Regions from separate parts of the Rattus norvegicus genome. Here region 1 is linked to region 2. A link is a contact called in public Hi-C data. All regions are on one chromosome and are shown on one strand. Each heading gives the region's core, a stretch centred on a gene start, on an enhancer-like site or on the middle of the called end of the contact. The rest is flanking DNA. Distances are from core to core; before and after follow the strand shown. Region 1 holds the start of Tsnax (translin-associated factor X). Region 2 holds the start of C19h1orf131 (similar to human chromosome 1 open reading frame 131).

Region 1 (6,853 bases), core at 1,249-3,748, 150 kb after region 2:
AAAACATGTTCAGGTAGCAGAGCCATAGCTGAACCAGGGAGGGGCTGCAGCAGGAAAAGGATGAGTCAGGTACTGGGAGAGAGGCTTTGGGAGTGTCAAGTGTACACTTCCCAGTGTATGGTAAATTAGTATGGACAGTGAGACCATCCCCGATCTTTATCTTTTAATAAACCATCAACTGCTGCCCTGGAATCTGGGAGGACATTAGAGTAAGACATCAATATCTGAGCGCTCTCCTCTCTCTCTCTCTCTCTCTCCTCTCTCTCTCTCAAAGCATGATCAGGTCCCATTTGTTTTTTTGCTTACGAGTGTGTCTCATGCATGCATGCATGCATTGAGCATGTGTGTGTGTGATCTAGAGGAATCACAGACTATCATCTTAGATCATTCTCCAGCTAATAACTGAGGCAGGGTCTCTCACGTGAACCTGGAGTGTGTTGGCTAGTCTTCCCCAAGATCTCATCTTAGCTCTTCCAGAAATTACCGGTGGGAGGCTGCACCCACTACCTGGCATTTACATGGGTGTAAGGCAAGAGCGTTACTCACCTGCTCACTTCTCACTTCTCCCTTCCCCACGGTATCTTTGTGTGTGTGTGTGTGTGTGTGTGTGTGTGTGTGTGTGTGTGTGTGTGTAAGAGAGAGAGAGAGAGAGAGAGAGAGAGAGAGAGAGAGAGAGACTTTTCAGTTTTTATAGTCAGGTCTCTCACTAGATCAGAACTTCCCCACCTGCTAGTCACAAAGCCCCAAGGATCTGTGTGTCTCTATCTCCCCAATGATGCTCTATGTGCATTCTGGGTGATACTTGGGTCCCGCATGCCCGCAGGCCAAGTACTTCACCTACTGAGCAATCCCTGTAGCTCCCACATCATCGTCAATCAAAAAATAGTGGAATACTGGTGTACTGGCTGGTTTCCTGTGTCAATTTGACACAAGCTGGAGTTATCACAGAGAAAGGAGCTCCCTTGAGGAAATGCCTCCATGAGACCCAGCTGTAAGGCATTTTCTCAATGAGTGATCAAGGGTGGGAGGGCCCAGCTATTGTGGGTGGGGCCATCCCTGGGCTGGTGGTCCTGGGTTCTATAAGAGAGCAAGCTGAGCAAGCCAGGGGAAGCAAGCCAGTACATTCCTCCATGGGCTGGAGAGATGGCTCAGCGGCTAAGAGCACTGACTGTTCTTCCAAAGGTCCTGAGTTCAAATCCCAGCAACCACATGGTGGCTCACAACCATCTGTAATGGAATCTGATGTCCTCTTCTGGTGTGTCTGAAGACAGCTACAGTGTACATGAATACATAAATAAATTCTTTAAAAAAAAAAACATCCCTCCATAACCTCTGCCTCAGCTCCTGCTTCCTGACCTGCTTGAGTTCCTGTCCTGACTTCCTTTGGTGATGAACAGCAATGTGGAAGTGTAAGCTGAATAAACCCTTTCCTCCCCAACTTGCTTCTTGGGCATGTTTTATGCAGGAATACAAACCCTGAATAAGACAATTAGTGAATGTGAATAGGCTCAGAACTCACAGAAACTCAAGAGAGTTATGTGTCCAACATCCATCTGTTGTTGCCCAATCCTTCTGGCTTGTTGCAGATTCAATGGTGACAGCTTATGGTCTGTTTTTGAGCCAAAAGACATTTTGGAGGCTACTGAGGTCAGAAAAACTCTTCTGTGATGCTGTTGTGGCCTTGACGTCACTGCCTAATTCTAGGTATATCATTCCTTAACTGTCTCTGTTCTTAAGTTAACAAGAACAGACTGTGTGACTAAATGTCTGTAATGCCCATGGCTCAACTTACTCAAGATGCTGGGCTTGTGTTTCTATTATTAGCTTGTGTGCTAATCTTAGTTGGGTACGGTTCTTTAATGAAGGGCTGCTGGAAGCCTCGAGGGTATGGTACCAGGGTCCATGGGTCCAAGGTCTAGCTAGGTGAGGTAGCATTTGCTCAAACAACAGCTTGGCGGCTTAACAATGTGACCAAACTTTTCTATCTATCCTAAGGCTGCTGCTTTTCAATGACCTTTCGAGGGAGGCATGCTAGACCACCCTCATTTGACAGAGGGGGAAACTGAGGCCAAGGCCAACACCTCCTGGTGCCACGCACTCACCACAAGCGGAGGGCATGCGTGTACGTACGAGGACCACACAGGGCAGGTGAGCACTCAACTGCTTGCACCACAGTCAGGCACACCGGAAGCATGTGCGGCTAAGGGAGCGCGCCGGGTACGTACACAGACGTTGGAGAAACTTGGACACAGACCGGAAGTATGTGCGGCACAGGGAGCGCGCGGGGAGCGGGGCCGGAAACCTCCGCTGCTGCAGGAGCGCGCCTGCCCTCATGCCCGCCACAGCGATGGGCGCACGGACCGGAAGTGTGTGCGGCCGAGGGGGACTCCGCGGCGGACGCAGCTCCCGGCTGAGGCTGCGTGAAGGCTCAGCTTCCGGGCGGTGGCCTACTGGGATCAGGGCGGTCTGCGCTGTCACCACTGGCTCTGTCCGCGCTCCGCAGTGTCTGGCGACGGCCTTTTGCTGAGCTGACCCGGCGGCTGCGGTTCCTGCGCTTGCAAACCGAGGCCCCGCGGTCATGAACGGCAAAGAGGGTGCGGGGCCGGCGCGTGGAGGGGCTGGCTGGGCCTGGCACTGGTGCTCTGCTGTCACCGTGCCCGTAGCACGCCCCGGGGGGGCCCTGCCGACCGACTTCGAGCGCAGCTCCATTCTTGGGGTCTGGACCTGCGCTTTGTGCGACCCCTGCACCAGTGCACATGTTTGGGGACCCCTGTATGGTTGGGGATGTTGGGTCCTGCGGGTAGGAGCGTGGGGGGAGGGGGGACGAAGGGGATAGTCTGGGTTGTGCTAGCGCGATGTAGCAAGGGCGCCATCCAGCTCTTCTTTTCTACCTAAGGACCAGGAGGGTTCAGGAAGAGGAAGCATGATAACTTCCCACATAACCAAAGGAGAGAAGGGAAGGATGCCAGTTCGTCTTCGCCGGTGATGCTGGCCTTCAAATGTAAGTTTCCAATTCGGAGAACTGAAGCCCTAGCAATCGTGTCACTGTAGTGTTGTGGGATGGGGTGGGGTAGGGAGCATTTAGGGGTTGTTTTGATGCAGTGCTGAACACTGAGCCCAGAGTTAGCGCACGCCTGGCGAGAACCGATGGAGTTATATAGCCCAGTCCTCTTGTGCCATTGTCAGTGTTAGGGACTAAACATTGAGAGTGTTACAGTGAAGATGACAGTGAGGTAGTTTGCTGTATTCATTTACAGACCAGTGCCACTTTAAAACCCCCAGGGATACCCAAGTTCTGTGGTTTTGCACATCACAGGTAGGATAGCGTTCAGTTACTCCGCTTTGACTACAGCATGTTGCATCATGCATTCTTTCTGTTGTTCAGCTGAGTAAAGAGTATGCATGCTTATGGTATCATGATGTGTTCTAGCGTTTCAGCAGGAGCTGGACACAAGACACGACAAATATGAGCGACTTGTGAAACTAAGCCGGGATATTACCGTGGAAAGTAAGAGGACGATTTTTCTTCTCCATAGGATCACAAGGTGGGTAAATGTTTGAAGTTTGCCACTCGGAGGGCTGCCAAGATGGCTTAGTGAGTAAAGGAGCTTGTGGCCAAGTGTGATTGCCTGAGTTGGGATTCTGGGCCAGTGTTGTAAAAAGAGAGAACCAACTCCTGAAATTTCTTACCTACACACACCCTGGAACAGGAGAGCATGTGAATACATACTCACATACTCACATGCACTCACACTCACTCTCTCTCTCTCTCTCTCTCTCTCTCTCACACACACACACACACACACACACACACACACACACACACAAATAGGCTTCTGACGTCCTTCCCCCCATCCTGGAACATGAGAACATGCATACAACACACACACACACACACACACACACACACACACAGAGAGGCTTCTGACTTCCACACACATCATAGAACATGAGAGCATGCACACACACATTATAAATATGATTAAAAAATTAAAATTGATTTTCTGATACATTGTAGCTATACCTTTTATATCTCAGCAGCAGATAGTAGCAGATATTAGAATATATTTTGGATTTTAAAGAGTATCAGCTAATCCTAGCAGCCACGTTTTAAAAATTAGGGGGTTTGGGGCTGGAGCAGTCTCTGTGGTTAAGAACACTCAGTCCCCAGCACCCGTACAGTGGCTCACAACCATCTGCAGCTCCAGTTCTAGGGCACCTGATGTTGTCCTCTGGCTTCTACAGACACCAGGCACACAGATGGGGCAGAAATGTACATGCTGGAAAAATACTCATAAACACAAAAAATGTTAAAAATAATTCTGTTTTTAAATGTGTTTGTGTATGTCTGTGGGTATGTGCACAAGAGTGTCACATCCTTGGAGCTGTGAGCTACTCTACATAGGTGCTGGGAAGTGAACTCTGGTCCTCTGTCAAAGCAGTCTGTACTCTTAAGTGCAGAGCCATCTCTCCAGGTCCCAAAAGTAACATTTTAAAATAGGAGGGAAAGTTCTTCTATCCTACCTAAGGACTTCATACTGTGTTTGGATCATTTATTTATACACATGCGCATGCGCACGCGCGTGCACGCACACACACACACACACACACACATCCTTATACATATGTATGGTCTGAGGAAAATATGCTAAATTTTGGATTATGCTCTAGAACCTCTTACATTAAAGTGTCAGTTTACATAAAAATTAGATGTGAAACTATGGTGAGTTTCTCATTCAGTTTTCCACTCAGTGTCATTGCAGTCTTGTGTGTTTCTGGTTCTTGTACCTATTGTAAAAGTGTGTCTGCTCTTGTATTCCTACAGCGTGCAATACCATTGACTGCTTGGTTCTTTAACAGATTCTCTTGGAGCCTGTGCTGTTGCTTGCTTTTCACTTTCTCTCTCCAGGGGGCCATCTTGGTTTTCTGGGGAGGTTTCCTCTGGTGACCCTGGCCTGAACAGAGCAGGCAGCGGGTTAGAGCACTGAGCATTCAGGGATGCTCACACCGCAGAGCATTTCATCTCACACTCTCTCCCCGAAGCTTTCTCCTGGGTCAGCCCCTCCGCTCTCCATCCTGTGTTGGGCAGAGGGTGTGTGTGTCATCTCGTGTAGGATGAATTCCAGGCGCCTCCAGAGGGGTGCGTGTGTCTTTGTTTAGGGAAGAACAGATGATATTTGTTGCATTTTTACTATTCAAACTATTTTGAAGCATTCTGTTCCAATCACGTGTTAGTCTTTGATTTTCCTGTGCTGACTGGGCCCAGGACCTTGAAGATACTGCCAAGTGCTATCTTATTTTACCACCATTTCATTTCTGGCTATTGGCTCCCCTGTTCATCGATTTTCTTTTTTGAGACAGGATCTTATGATCCTGTGCCCACCTCCTAAGTGCTGTGATTAGAGACATATATACCCACACCAGCTTCCTTTAAAAACAAACCAAAACAATGCATATCTACTTTTAAGTTGGATTTCTTGTTTCTCTTACATTTTAAAAATCAATCCCGGTAATTTATGACAGCTGGTGGGGGCGCTTACAAGGTCGTTTGTTTAGTGATGGGTCTGGATTCTCTTTCTTTCTTGCTTTGTCTGTTTCTTGTCCTTTGTCCTTTTGTTGTGCTGCTTGCCTTACCCTCTGAGCCTTCTTTCCAGCCCTCTGTTGTCTTTGGAGCCATAGTCTCTGTAGTCCAGGCTGAACTCAGGGTTCTTTTTGCCTTCTCATCTCTTGTGGTGGACCTGTAGGTGTGTGCCACCATACTGGCTTCTGTCTCACTCTGGATTGAGTGTGTCTGTTTGCAGGTGCACATGGAGGGTGGGTGCTGCTTCTGATTCTTCTGTTCTCTGACTTAGACTTGTTTTGAGATAGGGTTTTCACTGAACCTAGAGCTTGCTGCTTTGCCCAGACTGGCCCTGAGCTGCAGGCATCCGTGTGGCTCCTCTGACCATAGGAATTAAAGATGTTCAACACCGTGGCTGGGCTTTTACTAGAGTTCAGGGGGTCTGAACTCAGGCCTTCAGGGTCCCATAGCACGTACTTCACCCATTGAATCTTATCCCCAGGGTCTGAACTGACTATTCTTACTGTTTGTTTGTTTTAGTTTTTAATGATGGAAACAAAAAAAAATACCTAAAATTGAAACTTCTGGAAAAACCATTTGTTCTTTCCCGTCTTGTATCACTCCTCAAACTTGACCTTGGCCTCAAGCCTGGCCTTGCATTTCAAAGCTGGGTCTCTGAACACATCCTTGTTGACAACAGTTTTGTCCAAGGGGATATCCCCAGAGTACCTTGCGGGCATGAGGTGGTTGTAGTTAAAAACTTTCACGAAGGACTTGATCTTGGATCTCTTGGCAATCTTTTTGCCCATGGCAGCTGACACTTTTCAGCGATAGTGGTCAATTCCAGCCACCAGGGCATGGCTGTGAGGGTGTCTGAGGTACCATCATCAGTGATCTTCAGGATGACGGCTTTGTGTCTGGAGTGCTGTCCAGCCAGGACCAGCACTAATTTCCTGGGCTTCATGAACTTGCCCATTTCGACAGCAAGCAGCTGGTACCAGAAGAAAGGAAAAAAGGACGTTTTTTTTTTTTTTTTCAGGACAGGGTTTCTCTGTGTAGTCTTGGCTGTCCTCGAACTCACTCTGTAGATCAGGCTAGTCTTGGATTCAGATGTGTTTGCCTCTGCCTCCTGTGTGCTGGGACTATAGGCCTGTGTCACCACCAGCCAGCAACTGTTATCTGTTTTAGAATTATTTTATGTGTTATTTACCTGCATGTGGAAGCCAGGGGATAGCTTTGTGGGGTACATTTTCTTATTCTGCTTGAACCTGTGTCCGGAAATCAACTCCAGGT
Region 2 (6,023 bases), core at 546-3,045:
TTGCTGTCGTTCTCTAGGGGAAAGAGGGAGACTGCAGTCGTAGCAGCGGGGACTTCTGAAGGGGCAGCGGGAGCAGACTGCAGTTCTTCCCTGAGCTTCTTGAAAAAGCTGGAAGCGCTCTTCCTCTGGTCTCGCCCAGGAGACGCAGGCAGGGGAAGCGGTTCTGCTGCCCTGTCTGCCACCGTCTCCGAGTCTCTCTTCTTTTCCTTCTTCTTTCTGGTCCTTTTCTGCTCTGTTTCACCTTCTGTCTCTCCTGTTTGTTTCAACATTAAAAAAAAAAAATTTTTTTTTTTTTTAAAGATAGCTTTAGTTAACACTAATACCAAAGGAATGTCACTGGCCATGACCTGGACACAGGCATCCATTCTTAGACCCAAAGAAACAAAGTGCATGGGGCCAGGTCTCACGGCTTCAGTTTGAGCCCCAATACCCACAAGGCGGAACTGACCCGTGAGTGTTTTTTCATTGCGTGTGGTGGATGGAGGTGGCACCCACCCACCCACACAGATAAAAATAAAAATGTAACTTGAAAAAAAGTTTTAGAAATCAAACTCCTTCCTTCCTTCCTTCCTAGGTGGCTGTGTACATCTCTGATCTTTAGTAATACAATTAATTGCTCTAGTCCTCACACCTGCTCCTTACTCGGTGCCAGCGTGCCATAGTTCCCAGGACCGTAACTGGCAACACCATCATTCTTTGTATTAAAAGCACTTGCCTCTACACTAGCATTTTTTTTAAACCACACTGCAGGGTTATGGGTTCATGTCTGGGTTCTTCCTGTTTCCTTTCCATTTTAAATTTAAAGGGAAGCACAGCTAAATGGCTTTACTTTAAATACCTCTACTTTCTACTAAATTTCTTATCTTCGGTTTGTTTCTTCTGCTCAGACTCTCAACAGTGACCTGAAATTTGAACCAGAATTCTGAGCCTCATGACTCACCTACAGTGTGGGCACAAGAGCTTTCTAAACACTAGCTGTGTACTCAATAACGTACTTGTGGCCATTTTAACTCGGCCAGTATGGATATAAAAATGAGTAAGAAGAATCCGGGTGACTTGAGCAACTATCTTAATAAATTCCAGCACATGCGGATATAAACTTTATTTATGATTTTAAAAAAATTAAGTCTTAAAACTTGTAAAAGTCGGAGGCCAAGTGCTGTCTGTCCTCCACTCCATGGACACTGAGAACCTAAAACGGACAAGTAAACTCGGCTCAGAATGTCACATCAGGCTCTAGATCTTGAGACTCGAGCTCTTAAGGGGAACCTTTAATATATTTAAGGTTGCTCTAACAGTTAATGAGGGAAACACACAAAAAGCATGTACACCTGGAACGTTCTTCCGAGTTCTAAGCTTTTTTCTTTTTAATCGTCTAAGTGAGCTTGGAATTTTGAGTAACCACTCCAAAATAAACACAATTGAGCGTTTGCTACGTGTCTGGTTCTAAAAGTCAGGCAATCTGCGTGAGCACTTCAGCCTGACTTTAGTATCCAGCTCTGATTTTTCTTTCCTGCTCAGTGAGAAGGAGAGCGAAAGGTCGGCCAAGAAGTAGGTGAAAAGGTCTCGGAGAGGGAGGCGCTGCAGGAAAGAGCCCGCCGGTCGGCATGGCTCCAGGAAATCTCGTAGCCCGTGGTCCCGCCGCCTTCCGATGCATCTCGCTGCCTTTGGCCGCCTCCTCCCAGGAGATACGCTCACCCAGGTCGTAGAGGGTCCGCAGCACGGCGTCCAGGAGCGCCTCCGAACCAGGAAGCTCAGAGGAATCCAACTCTCGCTCTGCCGCCATTGGAATCAGCACGGACCCCAGGAGCAAGCACACAGCCCACCACTTCCGCTTCCGGTGCGGCTTCTGCGCATGCGTCACGGGCCCAGCGCGGGCCTCGGGCCTGGTTAAGATGGCGGTGCCCGGCGTCCCGTGTGGTGGCCGTACGGAGTGCCACTGCCCTGGGCCGATGGGAGCCGCCCCGTTCGAAAGAACCGCCCCCAGCGGCTGCACCACAGCCGTGTAGCAGACCAGTCCAGGCCCCGCCCGGGACGGCAGCCGCGCCATGGACGTTCCTAGCTCCTCCAGCTCCCGATTCTCGGTCGGCTCTGCCAGCCCTAGCAGTGTGCTCCTCTATGCGGTAGGCGCCTGGGGGACCAAGGCCCAGGGCGACATCGCGGGAAGGACAGTCCCCCCGACCCCTGTGTCCCCAGCTCATGACCCCTGTATCAGAGAGCGGGTCCTGACCCACGTCTGAACAGGGTTTGGGTACTTGGCTTGGTATCCACGGCAACCACGTGTATGCGCCTCGGTTAACATGTCTGCTTTTACAAGTTTATTTCGATGGTGGTTCCTCTGTCCCTTCTCTCCATCAGGCCGGGAGCCCCCGCACACCACATGAGGGTCCCGAGTCCACCGGAGGCGTGTCAGCAGAGTTCTGCCCCATGAATAACCTTAGCCCTGACCCAGCGGTTGAAGGCTTTAGGCTCTCCACCTCCCGCCTTTTCTCCCCCTTTCCCAAATATTCCTGAGAGAAAAAAATATTCGACTACAATATGCGCGTAGAGTTTTTTTGTTTTTTGTTTTTGTTGTTTTTTTTTTTAACACTCTTAATTGAGGAAGACTTGGAACCTCAGGAAATTACTGTCTTCTATTCGCTGTTTCCACAAGTTTCTGAATAGGGATTCCCATTGCCACTGGTTTCGCTCCCAACTTGCCTTCTACACCCCGCACCCCTTTCTTCCTCTTCTGCTTTTAACTGGTGGTTTGCCTAGTTTGGTTTCCAAGTCCTGGTCACTGACAATATTCGTGAGCAATTATCAAGGTAGAAACTTTGTGTCCTTTCAGTCCGTGGGATTGCACAATTCCTGGGGGGTGTGGGGAGAACTTGCTTATTTTTATTTTATGTGTATGAGTGTACCTGAATGTACGTTTGTGCACCACGTGGTGTCTGCATCAGAGACCAGCTCTAGAAATTGAGTTACAAATTGTGAGCTGCCATGTGGGTTCTGGGAAAGGAATGACTGAATGAACCCTTGTGCCATTTCTCTATCCTTGGGGGAATTTTTTTTTGAAACGAGATCTTCTTGGTTTGTACTCTGGCTTGGCACTAGCTGTAAAGCCCCAGGCTTTCTGGATCTTGCAATCCTCTTGCCCCCCCCCCCCCCCCCGAGAGCCAGGATCACAGTGTACACCACCACTGTTGACAAATAATGTTCTTCAAAGGATATTTTCATGTTATGCCAGTTAGCACCATTTTCTGGTTTGAGTCCAGTGTAGTGTTAGCTTGTGTAGAATGGTCAAAGAGGAAAAAACCACACAAGAGCAAAGTAAACACCCCTGAGAGAATTCACTCCCTTGAGATTAGGACAACATCGGTTGGAATGTGGGCAAACTTCTTAAGAAATTTAGATTTATGATTGAAATGAGCTTCAGCCTTAAAACCCATGGCTGGAACCTCTCATAGACTTCACCACCCAGTGGTGTCCCTATCTCTACCATTGGTTATTGTAAAGCAGGCACCTCGGAAAGATTGCTACATAGTTCTAACTTCAGAAGCTCTTGGCCTTTAAATGGGTGTGTGTGTTTGGGATTCTCCTTGTATGTGTTTTTTTTGTTTGTTTTTTTGTTTTGTTTTTTTAAAATGATGACATTTTTGTCAGCTTTCTGTGGGAATAAGTAAGGCATGAACATTTCCTCTTTTAAGGCTGTCAGCAGCCCTTTTGTCTTCTTTTCTGAGACAGAGTTTACTTGGTGTAGCTGAGGGTGCCTGGAACTTCCCTTGTAGACCAGTTTGGCTTCGGACTCTGCTAAGAGATATACCCGACTCTGAGTGCTGGAATTAAAGGTGTGTACCACAACATGGTGGCACACTCGTGGCTCAGCAGCCTATGACAGTGGTACTGGCTAACGTTTGTGACTGCACAGTTGGTGACCATGGTAGGCTGCTTCAGGCTGCCTAACTTCCTCCACCACACTGTTAATTGTGCTATGCTTTCTGTCTAATCTGTTGTTCTTTAATGATATTGAGATACTATTAATGATGCAAACATTAGGAGTGCCTGCAGTCTCCCAGTTTTTAGTCTCAGTTCCAAAGATTGCCTTGCCTCTAAGCACACAGGGAATGGGAAATGTCAACACACAGTCTACTCAAGGGGGGTAAACAAGGGCAGGGATGAGTACATGCGCTGAATGCGGTTGGAGTCAAGGGAAGAGACGTCTGGTTGGTTTGGGCACTGGACAAGGCTTCTAACAGATGACAACAAATCTGAGTTTCTGGGAGGTGAGAACTGCTGCAGTGTTACGTAAGAAAAGCACTGCCTTGTGTGCGGGGAAACCGATTAGAGAATGATAAAGAAGACACAAGACAAAATTAAGAACATAAGCAAAAAGTATTGTCTAAAAGAATTTCACGCCGATTGTGGTGGCTCATGCTGGTAGGATTTGCTGAAGGAGGCAGAGGCAGGAGGATCACAAGTTTGAGGCCAGCCTGGGCTATACATTTTGATCTGGAGAGATGTCTCAGCGATTAAAAGCACTGACTGCTGCTCTTCCAGAAGTCTTGAGTTCAATTCCCAGCAACAACATGGTGCCTCACAACCATCTGTAATGGGATCCCATTCCCTCTTCTAGTGTGTCTGAAGACAGCTACAGTGTACTCATATACATAAAACAAAAAATAAGTCTTGGGGCTAGGGATTTAGCTCAGTGGTAGAGCGCTTACCTAGGAAGCACAAGGCCCTGGGTTCGGTCCCCAGCTCCGAAAAAAAGAACCAAAAAAAAAAAAAAAGTCTTAAAAGAATTTCACACGTGGCTATTCATGGCTTTTATAGAGTACTAAATCTTCCCTGTGTTTATGCTGTAGAAAGTCTTAAGACAACCACTAGGCTTCTGTCATGGTTGTCTGCATTAGCGAGTTCTTTCACTCAGAAGACATGATCTGTCAGCACGCAGATCAGTTAGGACAAACGGCTAGCTGCACAGTCTGGGAAGCAGAAAGCATGATGGCTTTATGCAATACTTAGGGCAGAAGCTTCTTGGTGCTGGGAATGGTGCTTAGGAAATGGTGCTTGGTAATACTTGGTAGTTCAATCTAGGACTTCAAGAAAGTGGGGGCAGTCTGAAGTAGGCGGTTGAGTTCCTGTGGTTTGGCAACTGGGCAGATGCTGATCTCTCAGTGATAGGAAATACAGGGGAGGAGCAGGTCTAGTCAGGTAGGAAAAGTTTCGGTCTGAGATGTAAGATTGTCAGCTGTAGATTATCGTGATCTGGACCAGGTATATCCTAAGTGTTTGGGAGGTGTCCATGTAGAGTTAGGAATGTGGTACCCAAGCAGAAGAGGAGGGAGTGACTGAGTACGTGGATTCGGCAAGTCACTGGGCAGGTGGGATGCATCTGAAGCGAGCTAAGTGCACTCTTCCCAAGAGGCCATGTATGTGTGCATGTGTGCGCGAGTGTCCGTATCTGTACCCAAAATGCACAATCCAGGTCCCTGGTTGCTTGTTAAGAGTCCAGTGAACAATCTAGGCACTTGTAAACCCATCTCAGACTGACATGACCTGGCAAGGGCTCCTGCTGTAGTCTTGCTTTCTGCATTCCTCCATTAAGACTTTATATCTCACAGGAAGGAAGTGTGCTGTCTCTTCAAAATGTTCATGGTCCCCCCTGTGTAGCAGAACTTCTCATTGCTGACTCTTTTAATATCAGGGACCTAGTGCAAACATTGCCTGACCCACTCAGTATAAAGTACTTCCTCATTAACAGCCTGCTTTATCTCCTCGAGCTGATTCTGTGGTGGGTCCCAACAGTAGTTGTACTGGCTGGCCAGAGCTGATTGTTAAGGATTCATGGCATTTGTCTTATTGGTAAGACAGCCATCAATGAAAGCCAAAGTTCAACTCACTTAAAATTACACTTAAACATATTTTCTACAAAATAAACATAAACAAGTATTACCAAGCACCATTTCCTAAGTATTTACTGAACACCACTGTTATCTCTGTTCTAGAGGTTGTCCTCTTAGGGGAGTATCATCTGGTGC

What was found. Hi-C and Micro-C count contacts between places; a contact is called where the count stands out from the background.
Region 1: a contact with region 2 is called in a Hi-C map of liver, with 4 times the contacts expected there. The contact joins the promoter of Tsnax here to the promoter of C19h1orf131 in region 2. A contact is called at or near these places in 2 of 12 Hi-C or Micro-C datasets (hepatocytes and liver).

What each region holds. Positions count from the first base shown.
Region 1 is chr19:69,870,712-69,877,564 of GRCr8, forward strand. It overlaps Tsnax (translin-associated factor X), which reads left to right and starts at 2,499. Exons shown (of 6, transcript NM_022262.3): 1 at 2,499-2,594; 2 at 2,897-3,001; 3 at 3,431-3,545. The coding sequence starts at 2,579. It also overlaps the pseudogene LOC134483406.
Region 2 is chr19:69,717,845-69,723,867 of GRCr8, forward strand. It overlaps C19h1orf131 (similar to human chromosome 1 open reading frame 131), which reads right to left and starts at 1,796. Exons shown (of 7, transcript NM_001034919.2): 1 at 1,699-1,796; 2 at 1-253. The coding sequence starts at 1,786. Gnpat (glyceronephosphate O-acyltransferase) reads left to right here and starts at 1,863. Exons shown (of 16, transcript NM_053410.2): 1 at 1,863-2,123. The coding sequence starts at 2,049.